3 separate regions of the Mus musculus genome follow, and regions 1 and 2 are each linked to region 3. Evidence: chromatin contacts called from public HiChIP or PLAC-seq data. All regions are on one chromosome and are shown on one strand. The core of a region is the stretch at or near the end of the contact, and the rest is flanking DNA. Distances in the headings are between cores, read along the strand shown.

Region 1 (4,252 bases), core at 487-2,986, 890 kb before region 3:
TCTGTTGTGTACACCTCAGGAAAACGAAGATGCTTAATCTAACGTACGCATTTCCCTCCTCTGTTTCTGCTAATGAATTCGGACTAGAACATGGAGGTAATTCAGGGCCTTGGTGTCTACCTGTCCTGGGTAGAAGCTGGCCTTTTCACGGCCCTAGAACAGGGTATCCCTAACAGTGATCAAGGTATATACAGAGATCAACCATCTATGACAGACTTTGGTCACAAATCAGTCCTGACTTTAGCAATCCACAGATGCTGGATGCGAGCTCAGCCTACTTTGCACACAGCCTACTCTGTGGGCTCAGGTCCGCTCGCGGTCTCAGTGGATGTAACAGGAGACAATTCTACTACATGTATTGTTTACTGCAGCCAGTGTAGTGAGTGAGTCGTGAGCTACCCAGTCATTGGCCCAAATGGACAGTAACTGATGGACTGACTTATAGTGCTGGTTTTTAAAATTTTAAACTTGTGCATGTCACGGTGTTGACCTCTTTACCCCAACTCCCTAACACACAGGAAGTTCCCAAGTTGCACACGAGTCAGGTCCCAGGAGCAAAACCAGACAGGCATCAACTTTGAAACTGACAAGAATGAAGAAGTTGGCTTCTGAGGTCCTTGCTACAGTCATTCAGCTGTCACTAGTCACGTGTTCCCCAGGAGTCTCTTTTTCAGGTGTTCTGGCCTGATCTGCTGGTATGACAGAAAAAAAAAAGTTTCTTGTCTGTCATATCCTCTGTAATCCGGCAGGAAACCCAAAATGTGCCTGCTGCAGTCCTAGGCTGAGCGCTTATCTGCTTCCTTGGGAAGAACGTGCATCAGAGTGTCCGGTTTAGGGGGATTTTCAACATGACCTCACCCTCTCCACCATTCACTGACCTCAGAAGGCATTACCCAAGTCACAAGTGCAGCTCGGATGGGAATCTAATGAGTGAGCCAGCCGCCAGCGACCTTCCTGGCACATCTCACGAGAACATCAACTCCAACTTCCCCTCAAACCAGGGCAGGTTATCAATAGTGCCCTGAGCTGCTAGGGTGAGGTGTTGATCAATAACGACATCTGACATCTACTTATCCTTCCAGATTCGGGATGGTTAGGATGACAAGGGGGCGGGGAAGGGTCGCTGCTAATTAAACGCACGATCTTGAAGGAAAGCTCTTGCCTGCCGGTAATACCAGAAACGGACAGGGAGGCTGAAGCAAGACGATTGTCACAAATTTAAGCCAACTTGGGCCGCAGGGATCTTGTCTCAAGAGTTAAAACAAAACAAAACAAAACAAGGCAAACTGTAACGAAGGAAGGCTTGCACTGGTCGGGTGCGGGGATGTCCCAGCCAATGGTCTCAAAATAGGTCGCGTGAAGGTGACAGCAAGCGGCGGGCGAGTAACTATGGGAAAGGGCAGTGGGATCTGTAGTGAGAAAGATGCCCCAGCGGAAAGGGGTCAGGATGGGCTTTGCTTACTCGCCTCGGGGCTCCGGGAAGCGGTGGCACTAAAGGGAAACAGAAACTCTGGATCCGCAGGCGCGCGCGCCCAGCCTGGCCCACGTGACCCGGGCTCCGCCGCTCTCCGAGCGCGCTCCCGGCTGCACAGGAGCGCGTGACTCCCGCCGCTGCCGCTCCCTCCTCCGCTCGGCGTGCCTGCGTGCGCGTACCCGAAAGGCAGCGGGCACGCGCACGCCCAGAGGGCCGCCGCCCCTCCCCGGGCCCGCCCTCCCTCCCTCCCTCCCTCCCTCCCACCCTCCCCCGGCCGGCGCGGCCCGCCCTGGCGAGTCAGTCCTCGGGTTCCCTCCCTCCCCGGGCGCGCTCGGGCCGCCGCTGCGCTCCCCGCCCTCCAGCCGCCTTGCCGGAGCCGCCCGCTGCCGGAGGAGGAGGTGGAGGAGCCGCAGGGGCCCGCCGAGGCGGCGGCGGCGGCAAGATGGCGGACTTCCTGCCGTCGCGCTCCGTGCTGTCCGTGTGCTTCCCGGGCTGCGTGCTGACGAACGGCGAGGCCGAGCAGCAGCGCAAGTCCAAGGAGATCGACAAATGCCTGTCGCGGGAGAAGACCTACGTGAAGCGGCTGGTGAAGATCCTGCTGCTGGGCGCGGGCGAGAGCGGCAAGTCCACCTTCCTGAAGCAGATGCGGATCATCCACGGCCAGGACTTCGACCAGCGCGCGCGCGAGGAGTTCCGCCCCACCATCTACAGCAACGTGATCAAAGGTGCGGGGCGCGGCGGGGCTCGGGGACCCCTGGGGAGCCGGGCCGGGCACCGCCCTCATCCGCCGGGTCCCCAGTCGGAGGAGACCGAACGGGATCAGATCGGACGGGCGAGCGGGTGGGCGCGCCTTGGGCACCGTTCTGTGCGCCCTGTTGCCCTGGTCCCTTCGATCCGGGACGCCCCGCTGTCCCCCCCGTGCTACCCCGGTGAGGGTCACGGTCGGCCCAGCACTCCGCGGCTGGCCTCGCCCCCTCCAAGAGGGAAGTGCGGCGAGTAGGGTGACTCGGGGCAGCGGGGCAACTTGTGTCCTCCCTGCACTCCGGGCAAGACCACCCATCAGTAGCCCCAGGTCCTACACTCCCTATCCCTTCCTATCCTTCTTTCCTTTCTGCCCGTCCCTGGTGGGTGACCCTAGTAACCGGGTATGTTACCCTTCCAGCTTTGGGCTTCCTAGGCCACCTCTTGACTTAAGCAAGTTCTGGAACGGTTGTAATGAGGAAACTTTTTTTTTTTTTTTTTTTTTTTTTTTACCCTGAGACTCTTGTCAAGGGCATAGAGTGACAGCCTCTAGAGCCTTTTGGGGCAAGAGTATGAAACTCACGTTTACTGAACTGGCATCAGGAAAGTCTATTAAAAAAAATTAGCGCGAGTGGTTTTATCGGCTCATTGCTACAGGATGTTTGTAATCACAGTTCAACATGTTGCACACTTTTTTTTTTCTTAATAACTCGAGACAGGAGAAAAAAACAGTATCATTTCATATCATTTCTAATGCTTTCATGAATTTATGTTTAAATACATGTGCTGGACTGCATGGTGGGCTTCACAAATCCTGTTGAACAGTATTTTAAATACTGTTCCTTAAGTGAAAACCACCCAATATTTTTATTCCTTAGTGTTCAAATAAGTTGCAGAGGTGGCTTTTATTTTTATCATTTAAAAGAATCATCTTGTTTTTTTTAATTTTTTTTTCTTTAGTGTCAGGTATTTTCTACCTAAGAGAAGTTGGCAGAGTTGAGGCACAGCAGCACATCAGAAAACAGATTTCTGAGTGGTTAAGGAGTCACCCTATTAAATCTAGGGCTTGGAAGCAAACTTTAATTTTGTAGGTCTTTTCAAGGAGTTGTGTGACTTTTTTTTAAGCATATTTTTTGTTGTTCAAGAAGAACATAAGCAAACTCCCTCATGGGTCCGTTCCCCCCACCCCCTTCAGTGTTTCAAGTAGGGAAAGACTAGAGAAGATGCTTTGCCAGGCAGAGAGGGGAGAGGGCGAGGCCAGGAGCTCACAGTCCATGTCTTGCCCTTACCCTTGTACCTTTGCAGTAAAGCTGAAAAGGATGGCTGTGTTCAGTCTGCCTTAATGCTCAGCACAGAACTAATTAAAGTCTCCTGGAAGACTGTAAACTGTACCTTGCCAGCCCTTAATTGAAGGTACCTTTGTATCCTGATACAGATGAACTTAAAGAATGAACAGACTCAAGTAGTCACTTGTGAGCGAGGCAAATCACCTGCTTTTCTACACACACTGGGCCTAAGAGTCCCTTTGAACATGATTGTGTGATCAGGTTGAAGTCTAGGGAGGCATCTTATTTTCTTTTGTTGGCATGGTCAGAAAAGTGAAAGCATAACAATTTTTTCTTGTATCCAAAGAAATGACTTCCCGATGATGACAGAAGTAACAGTTTTAGAGACAGGAGTTTGAGCTGACCTGTGTAAGTGGAAGCCTCATGGGCGGTCTTGGGTCTTTGTGCAGTTGGTTTTCCTTTTAGGTGACTAAAGCCAGTGTGTGACTGCACTGATTAAAAGAGAAACTTGGTCTGAGGAAGCCTTGAGGTTAAGTGCGTCCTAGAAGACAGTGTTGGTAGGAACCTGGAGGACCCGGACTGCACACAGCACAGTCAGCTGTCCTTAGCTCGGGCCGGGCCGTCTTTAGCCTGGCACCAGCCTAGGCAGCACTATTTATTTTTTCTGTCTCCGGTTTTGACTGCCGTCTACACCAGAAAGGATTTTTATGAATCGTAGCATATTAGAATCCTCCCCAAAGTGGTTTTTGTT
Region 2 (3,762 bases), core at 1,236-3,735, 580 kb before region 3:
AAATTCACAGTTCGTAACGAGGCACACTTATCTTGTGATTTCTGTATAATGTCGGGTTCTATTTGGGAGTGACTGCGTTTTCATGTGTGTGCAAGTGGTTCTGATTAATAATTCCCTCCCTCCCTTTCCCAGTTAACTTAAATTGTTGGTTATGGTAGATTTTTTTCTTGGTAGATTGAAAAGCTTCTAGATTGTTACTAATTTGGGAAAAAGTTTCATTTAGGTTTTAGCATGGGATAGAAAGCTACCTTGTTGCCATATCTAAAACTTCCATAATCTATATTAAATGAGGGTTTTCTGTACTTACTTTGTGGTTGGCTATCTTTTTTTATATTTAAAAAAATAAAAATTATGTTACTAGCTTAAAGCTTAATTTGATATTTGTTTAAATGCCAAAAATGTATGTATGTGAATGATGTAGAACGCCATAAAATGCATTTCATGTGTATATACCCCCTTGGTCTGTACGGAGATAAACACCTGCTTTCTAAGAGTTCCATGCTAGCTTACAAGTTACGCCCTTTTGTCGTTTTACTCTTAGACTTTTCAAGATAAGTCTAAATTTAAAAATTACCACATTTAAAGCTTTATCTTTGTGCAATTTAAATATCAGTCAGAAGTCGTGGTTGGCATACTGTGTCTTTGTGGACTCTTGGCACCATTGTCTCTGGATGGGTGGGCGAATTTAAGCAATCTGCTGAGAAAGCAGAGCTGGCCAAAGGGACAGTTGCTGTTTCCTGGACACTAGTCTGATATACTCTGTGCTAATCTAATCGCTGTTCTTTTGTTACAGACTGTCTCAATGGTAGGTCACAGAATAAAAAAGATGAAATAATTTAAATTCTTAAACGAATCAGTTTTTCTTCCTTTCTTCCTTTTCTTCCTCTGTTTTTCCCCAAAATTTCAGTGGGAAAGAATGAAAGTGAATTTTGGGATTAGAATTTTGAAAAAGTAATGTATTTATTTTTTTTTAAAATACATTCCAATTCAGTTTGTCAAAGGGTGGATTTCAAAACCTTGCTTTTATGGGTGTGGGACAGACTCACTAACAAGCTCTGGAAGGGGAAGGTTCTGTCCAAAGCCATGGCGTTGTTTTCACAGGACAGACCTGTCTGTGTGCCTTAGGGCTTCACAGACTGGATTGGACTCCTGGTTTTACAAGATCCACCTGTAGCTGCTTGAGGATCTTACACATCAAGATTTGTTTCTGTTTCTTCCTGGAGTTTGAAGAGTGAGCACATGAGTTACTCTGGTGATAACTGGGATCTTCACACGCAGGGAAGCTGGAGTTAGTGCTGGAGAGTGGCTGAGTTCTGCTGCTTAAGCTCTGCCTGGCCAGGTTCAGAAGTCCCTTCCTCTCACCAGCTGCATGTCCTTCTTTTAAAACTTGGCCCAGGATGCAGTTTACTGTTGTGTTGACATTCTGAAATTGAATTAGCACAATGGCAGTGGCGTCACTTTGTCTCCAACCTCAAAGATTTGGACCCTTTGTGAACTTTGGCAAAGCCCTGCCAGTGCACTTCCGGGTGGACCAAAACCATGCTAACCATTTAATTTGCCCTCCATCACATCTGCCAAGGGGAAACACAAATCTCTCCCTTCTTACATTTGGGGTATTTCTGTAGAAACCATCATTTTTGTGTACATACACAGCTAAAATTTGTTTCTTGGCATAACTTTAGAACTGTGACATCATCATGAGTCCCTGTAAGAACAAGAAGTAGCTTTGTGATTTTAAAAAAGTCACCACTAGATGGAGAGCTTTTTCTTTATGCTCAGCTTTGCCAACCTCAGATGAGTCGCAGCTGTTTCTCAGTCTGCAGATCCTGCATTTGCGTGTCTCCCTACTTGGTACAATGTAAGTGTGACCCCGAGACTGCCACACCAGAAGCCCTCTGGGACCTGAGCTGCACTCGCAGAGAAAAACGTGATTATCCCTTGCCTTCCCACCCGAGGCTGAGTGAGGTCTGCCTCACCTCATCTGTGGCCATGTCACCTGGGGGCCTCCTGCACCACGCTTGTGTGGGGGCCCTCGTGCCTGCTGTTGATGAGGTCACTCGGTATTTAGAAGGCCTCCCAGGATAGTGCTCATGGGCTGACTCGCGTTCCTGAGTTTGAGAAAGCTGTCTCTTACTGTGAACGTGCAGCAGTAGACAGATGCAGTGTTAAAGAACCAGCAATGTAAAGACATGATCTTTACCACACAAGATGAGATTCTGTAGTAATGGGTCAGTGAAGTTAGACTAGAGAATCCTAAGAACCTGACCTCATACTTCTCCTAGGGGCAGTAATAATTTACCAGTTAAGAGGCCAGGAGTTTAATAGGACAGAATTGCTCCCTATAAGAGAATTGACTTATCCTTAGATAGGTCCAGCATTTGGAGAATGCTGTGGCATATCCCTCCAAACTGATCCCTACCAGTTCACACAGTCTTGGTTTTTTTATTTGCTTGCCAGTGGTAACATGGAAAGTTTTCACATAGACTCAGAATATTTTTTTTCCCCATGGGAAGTTGAGCAATGATTCAGAGTGCGTAAGCTGTAAGAACTCCACACTCTGAGAATGGAATGTTTTTGTCTTCTGGTGCTTTTGAAAAATGCTGCTCTTAGCTTTATGTTGTTGTTGTTAGAAAAACAGATAGTTAAAAGTAGCCTATATAGTTATCCATCATAGAATCAAGCCGAGTTACTTTGGTTTTGAAATGTAAAGCAGATTTCAGAGTCTCGAGAGACTGGTCTGCATCAGGGAGGCCATGTTGGAGATGGACTGCAGCTCGCCCGAGCCAGGCTGGCTGAGAGCCCCAAACCATCCTTTCTTTGATCTGACAGTGCCTGTCCCCCCCAGCCCCCAATCTTCAGTGTGGCTTCCTTGTGCTTCCCAGACATGGGAGAAGAGAAGAAACAGTTGATGTTGCTGCAGGAAGCTGCGCCTCACAAAAGGGCCTTCTTGAGAGGGAAGTCTTTAGAACCAGTTTTCTCTGGTAAAGAGTTGACTTTGCTGTTTTTTCTCCTGTAGCCCAGCCCAGCCCAGCCCAGCCCAGCCTTCAACTCTACACTCTTTGTTTCAGCCACTCAAGGGTGGGGATTTGCTGGAATGAGTCACAGCACCCAGCAAATTTGACTTCACAAATGGGTGTGATGCTATACATTTTGGAAGAAGTCTAAACCACAAGATGATGTGGTTTTGTCTCTTGAGAGCTATAGTTCTCATCCTTACACATTGGAGGAGGGGCATGCTCGTGAGGGTTGCAGACCTATGTCTTGCAGGGTAGTGTCTGGGACTGGCAAGGCTCTAGGGTGAATAGAGGCAAGGTTATTTCGCAAACTGGGTTCTGGGGTTGTGTGCCCATAACGTGGGGTGCTAGGATGAATCAGAACCATCCACTACAAGACCAGCATGGTGACTCGTGCCTTAATCCAGGCACTTGGGAAGTAGAGGCGGGAGAATCAAGAATTCAGGGCCAGCCTGGTGTACATGAACTCCAATCTCAGAAGACCAAAACAATACTACCTGTTCTCAGTCATCCTGTCTGTCCTTGGACATATGCACAAGTCTGAGTGACATTGCTGGTTCTGGATTTGTCCCTTGTAGTGATGTCTTTTCTTCCTCCCCTCCATATTTTTTGATCCTCTGGCTTTTATCAGACAATAAAGTGATTTGATCTGATGAAGCCATGCGACCCTAATCTTCCACCAGCTCCCCCTTTTGTGTCTGGCTCTTGGTTTTGACATACATGGTGTCACTTCCTCACGCAGCCCAGG
Region 3 (3,876 bases), core at 1,275-3,774:
GAAACGAAATTAGTAGAAACTGCATGGGAGATACTCTCCAGTAAATCAAGCATAGCAATAATTTCTTCTTGATATGTTGCTAGAACACACTTCTTTTAGGCCCAAGAACACCTCTCCCTCATCTGACAAACATACCAGAAAAATATGAAGCAAACAGTTACCACAAAGCACTCTCAAGACAATGTATAAAGAGAAGATTCCGTTGAATTTTTACATTAATAAACATTTCAACTTAACAATGCCAGACTTTATTTGAACAAATCACTTACGTCCTCATCTTTGGAATTCACTTTTAAATATTGACACTATGTTCATTTTTTTAAGTGACCACTTTAAGTTCATATAGTATAAATGACTTGAAACCTGTAGGTTTTGACTAGAGCATACTCTTAGATACAATGGGAATAGAAGACTGAGTTTTTTTTCCTATGGAAAATGGGCAGACACAGTACACGCCACCCCCAGGCCTGTGTGCAGACCCAACCTACTATACTCTCTGCCTCAATTCTCCCTCCTTGCCTTATGAGTAATCCAGCGGCGGCTACCAGGACCAGAGGAGATGGCAGATTCCCAGATGAGGAAACCTAGATCCCTGGATAAAGGGAAATAGTCTTTCTCTCACCGGCTTGCTTCTCTTCTATACTGACTGTACTAAAAATTATAAGAACTGAACATCTGTCACAGGGAAGCCACTGAAGTTTGTACTGTTCGCCACTTCTCAAAGCATTGGCTTAGTACGTTACTCTTTTATATCCTTGGAAACAACCTTTACGTAGAAAATCAATAGTTTTGGATATAAAACGATAATATTAAAATTTTCTCAATTTATACTTACTAACTTTGTATCCCACTGTAGAGTATGGGATGGCTTAACCTTTGCTGCAATTTTACCATACAATTTAATTTTTCCTTTATCCCTTTAAAAAATTATATATATATATATATATATATATATATATATATTACTAAGTTCTATGGTATTGGTCACAGACCGTTATGAGTTTCTCAATCAAACAAACATAGATAGAAGTACCTACCTCAAAAGTAATAACTATAGCCTGCTGGTTAAGCTGTAATCTTTGAAATATTATTTGAAACTCAGGTGGGGAAAGGAGGCTGAGGAGAGGGTGGAATGTCTGCACCTACCAATAAGCTCTCTCTCTTCCTCCGCCATTTCTTGAGCAGAATCTTGTGCAGAAGGGCGCGGGTCTGCTGGCGCACGTGCACACTTAGCTCCTTCATACTTGCCTCACCTGCTCATTAAGCAAACAAACAATAAACCAAAACCAGAAGCGGAGTTGGAAAAACCTTGACTCTATTTCTGACTCAAATATTTACCACACTTAAGAACTATAATGCAATGTAAAATATTAATGCAACGATTTAAGACTAAATTTACCTCAAATGCATTCTCTTTAAGCTATGTGGAGGGACGGGTGACGGTGATGATAGGGCGTGGTTATCATCACACTTCTACAATAAAACAGAACATTCCAATGGGGGGGGGGGACGCCATTAGGGTGCAGAACACATATAATAATATTTTAGATCAGAATTCAATGATGTGAATAAAGTAATCTCTTGGTTTCACCCCATCAACACTCATTTTTGTTCCTTGCATTTTAGGAAAAAAAAAAAACTAAACAAATCAACAACAAAATTTTGATTGCTTAAACTCGCCTGAATGATAAATTCATCGGATACAATCCCAGTGAAATATGTTCATAATACTTATCTTCAGATTTAAATATAATAAAAATTTAACTGAATAACTCTTACCAGAAGAACTGAGCTTTAAAATAATAATCAATACTCGAAATTACTTGATTCTGACTCACCAGAAGAATAAGGCTTCTCTCAACTTTGTAAATAGAAATGACACTCAAAATGCAGAAAGCAAAGTTCAAAATAAGTTAGGAAGGAAGGAAGGAAGGAAGGAAGGAAGGAAGGAAGGAAGGAAGGAAGGAAGGAAAAAAGAAAGAAAGAAAAAGAAGAGAGAGAACATAGTTTTACCCAGCAATTTTTCAAATAAACAAATTTTAAAACCCATTTTAGTTTTCATGATCTTTCAATTTAATCTTTCCTAAATTTACATGACAAAATGCAATACAGTTCTTTCCTTGGCTACAATGGAAGCAAGCTAGAATCTACAGCTGTATTTTCGAAATAAAATTCGGTTGGGGCGGGGGAAATAAAAATTAGCTCTTAAATCACTTTAAGATACTTAAGTGTCTACAAACCATCTGAATAACAGATTGAACTTGGCAATATCCACCCATTTATTCGGCAGAGCACAAAAACAGCAGTAAGCTTCACTCACTACTGAGGAATATTCGCACTCCCGGAACAGGCAGGCTTCTTTTCCTAGTGCATCCCTTTGAGCACTTTCTCTCCTTCCGTAAACATTTCTTAAGTAGGTGGCTGCTCTCCGCGGTTCCTTTGCACACTGCTTTCCGAAAGGGGATGTGGTCACTCCAGGCTGCACATGATGAATCTGTTTTGTTTTCTGTGTCCTCTCTCTCTCTCTCTCTCTCCTGGGAAAACCCTGTTCTGTGATTGGTTGAGAATAAAACAAACCCTGTGTCTGTTCATTCACCCCCTTTCAACTCCGGAAAAAATAAAGCAGATAAGGAAAACTTGCTCAAGCCCTTCAGATATGATGAGATCAAGATTGGAAAGAAGACAAAAAATCAAAATAAAACAAAACAAAAACAAAAACAAAAAAAAAAAAAAACCAACCCAACAACAACAACAAAAACCCTAGAATAAAAATGTTATCTAAGGACTTGTATGAGAAATACAAGTTTTCATGATTTCTCACTCTGCATAGCTAAACATAGACGTCAGTTTTCAATTTGGCAAACTCACACTAACTGGGAAAAGTTGCTGAAGCTGGGAGTTTCTCTTCTTTTCTATTTTTTCCTTTAAAGGTAAAGCAATCCCTATCTCTGCCTTGGAGATAGTCTGACGGTAGACAAATGAAATACTATTTTAAAACATGTTTCTCCTACTCTGGTCACAGCTGTGTGGGATTTTATGGGTTAAGTACATTAATAAAATAGATTTATCTTGTGACTAAAATACATAAAAGATTTCCAATTTTTATGCACTAATACTAGCCTACCTGAACTCCATTCTGTCCTTGCTGCACAGTGTATCTGAAAGGCACTGAAAACTTTTGACCCGCCACAGCAAATGTCAAAACAGAAAAAGCGAAGTCCAGGAGTTGAGAAATCTCAAATATTTGTCAGGACTCTTTTATCCACATGTGTTACTAAATCTAAATCAGAGAGATGTTCCAGAGTATAGGGGACAAGTTTAAGACAGTAACAGTTCCAGCCATGATAATATACTTGGCAGTTAATTCTACTTTTAAAAGTAGACACAAGTGAAATAGCGTGCCTTTTATCTTGAAAACTGTCAAAACAAACATGTTAACAAGGGTATTCTAAAGGCCTCAGGACTGTAGGGGGAAAATGTCACAACACTTAAAAAATTTGTTTCGATAGTAGAACGAATCTTTTGAAGTAGCCTAGAATATAATTCAGATTTCTATTAATTTTATTGCCATAGTTGTTTGATTCTTTATATTCTATTTTTTGGTAGCTAATGCTTAATGAAAAGTTCTTTCTTAGAAGTTTTATATTGTGCATTTAATTGCTAGGGTTTTTTTTTTAATTTCTTGTTTGTCTGTTTTGCGCTCATAAATTACATCCTAACCCCAGTTTCCTCTACTTCCACTCCTTCCAGTCCCTCCCCCACATCTCCCCTCTTCCCAAGTTCTAGTCCTCCTCCATTTCCCTTCAGAAAGGAGCAGGCCTCCCAGGGATAGCAATCAAATAGGCCATAAAAGTTCAGTAAGTCTAGGCGCATGCA

Evidence for each region. HiChIP or PLAC-seq counts read pairs in DNA pulled down with a chosen protein or histone mark.
Region 1: an H3K27ac HiChIP or PLAC-seq map of embryonic brain shows a contact between it and region 3, with 22 times the contacts expected there. The contact joins the promoter of Gna13 here to the promoter of Abca6 in region 3. A contact is called at or near these places in 2 of 39 promoter capture datasets (hippocampal neurons and stem cell-derived epiblast-like cells), 1 of 484 Hi-C or Micro-C datasets (embryonic stem cells), 5 of 115 datasets of contacts at active chromatin or transcription factors (acute myeloid leukemia, astrocytes, embryonic brain and 1 more) and 1 of 9 other capture datasets (adipose tissue).
Region 2: an H3K27ac HiChIP or PLAC-seq map of embryonic stem cells shows a contact between it and region 3, with 7 times the contacts expected there. The contact joins the enhancer-like site here to the promoter of Abca6 in region 3. A contact is called at or near these places in 11 of 39 promoter capture datasets (the 3T3-L1 cell line, the C10 cell line, cranial neural crest and 5 more), 1 of 15 datasets of contacts at CTCF or cohesin (pro-B cells), 52 of 484 Hi-C or Micro-C datasets (the AML12 cell line, B cells, the BV-2 cell line and 39 more), 9 of 115 datasets of contacts at active chromatin or transcription factors (the NIH/3T3 cell line, T-cell acute lymphoblastic leukemia, embryonic basal ganglia and 4 more) and 3 of 9 other capture datasets (adipose tissue, embryonic stem cells and macrophages).

The regions. Positions count from the first base shown.
Region 1 is chr11:109,361,058-109,365,309 of GRCm38.p6, forward strand. It overlaps Gna13 (guanine nucleotide binding protein, alpha 13), which reads left to right and starts at 1,737. Exons shown (of 4, transcript NM_010303.3): 1 at 1,737-2,199. The coding sequence starts at 1,917. It overlaps Gm11696 (predicted gene 11696), which reads right to left and starts at 2,597. Exons shown (of 2, transcript NR_038097.1): 1 at 2,049-2,597.
Region 2 is chr11:109,668,811-109,672,572 of GRCm38.p6, forward strand. It overlaps Prkar1a (protein kinase, cAMP dependent regulatory, type I, alpha), which reads left to right. Exons shown (of 11, transcript NM_001373913.1): 11 at 1-853. It also overlaps a transcript of Fam20a not described here. Among named protein-coding and RNA genes, the nearest start is that of Gm39443, 17 kb to the left of the region's middle. Within about 2 kb of position 2,486, at least 158 of the 459 cell types and tissues checked have an H3K27ac peak or open chromatin away from gene starts, as enhancers often do. A contact at or near this core is called in the BV-2 cell line, DN3 thymocytes, the NIH/3T3 cell line and 16 more, where this site is marked.
Region 3 is chr11:110,249,252-110,253,127 of GRCm38.p6, forward strand. Abca6 (ATP-binding cassette, sub-family A (ABC1), member 6) reads right to left here and starts at 2,525. Exons shown (of 39, transcript NM_147218.2): 1 at 2,321-2,525; 2 at 1,147-1,253. The coding sequence starts at 1,242.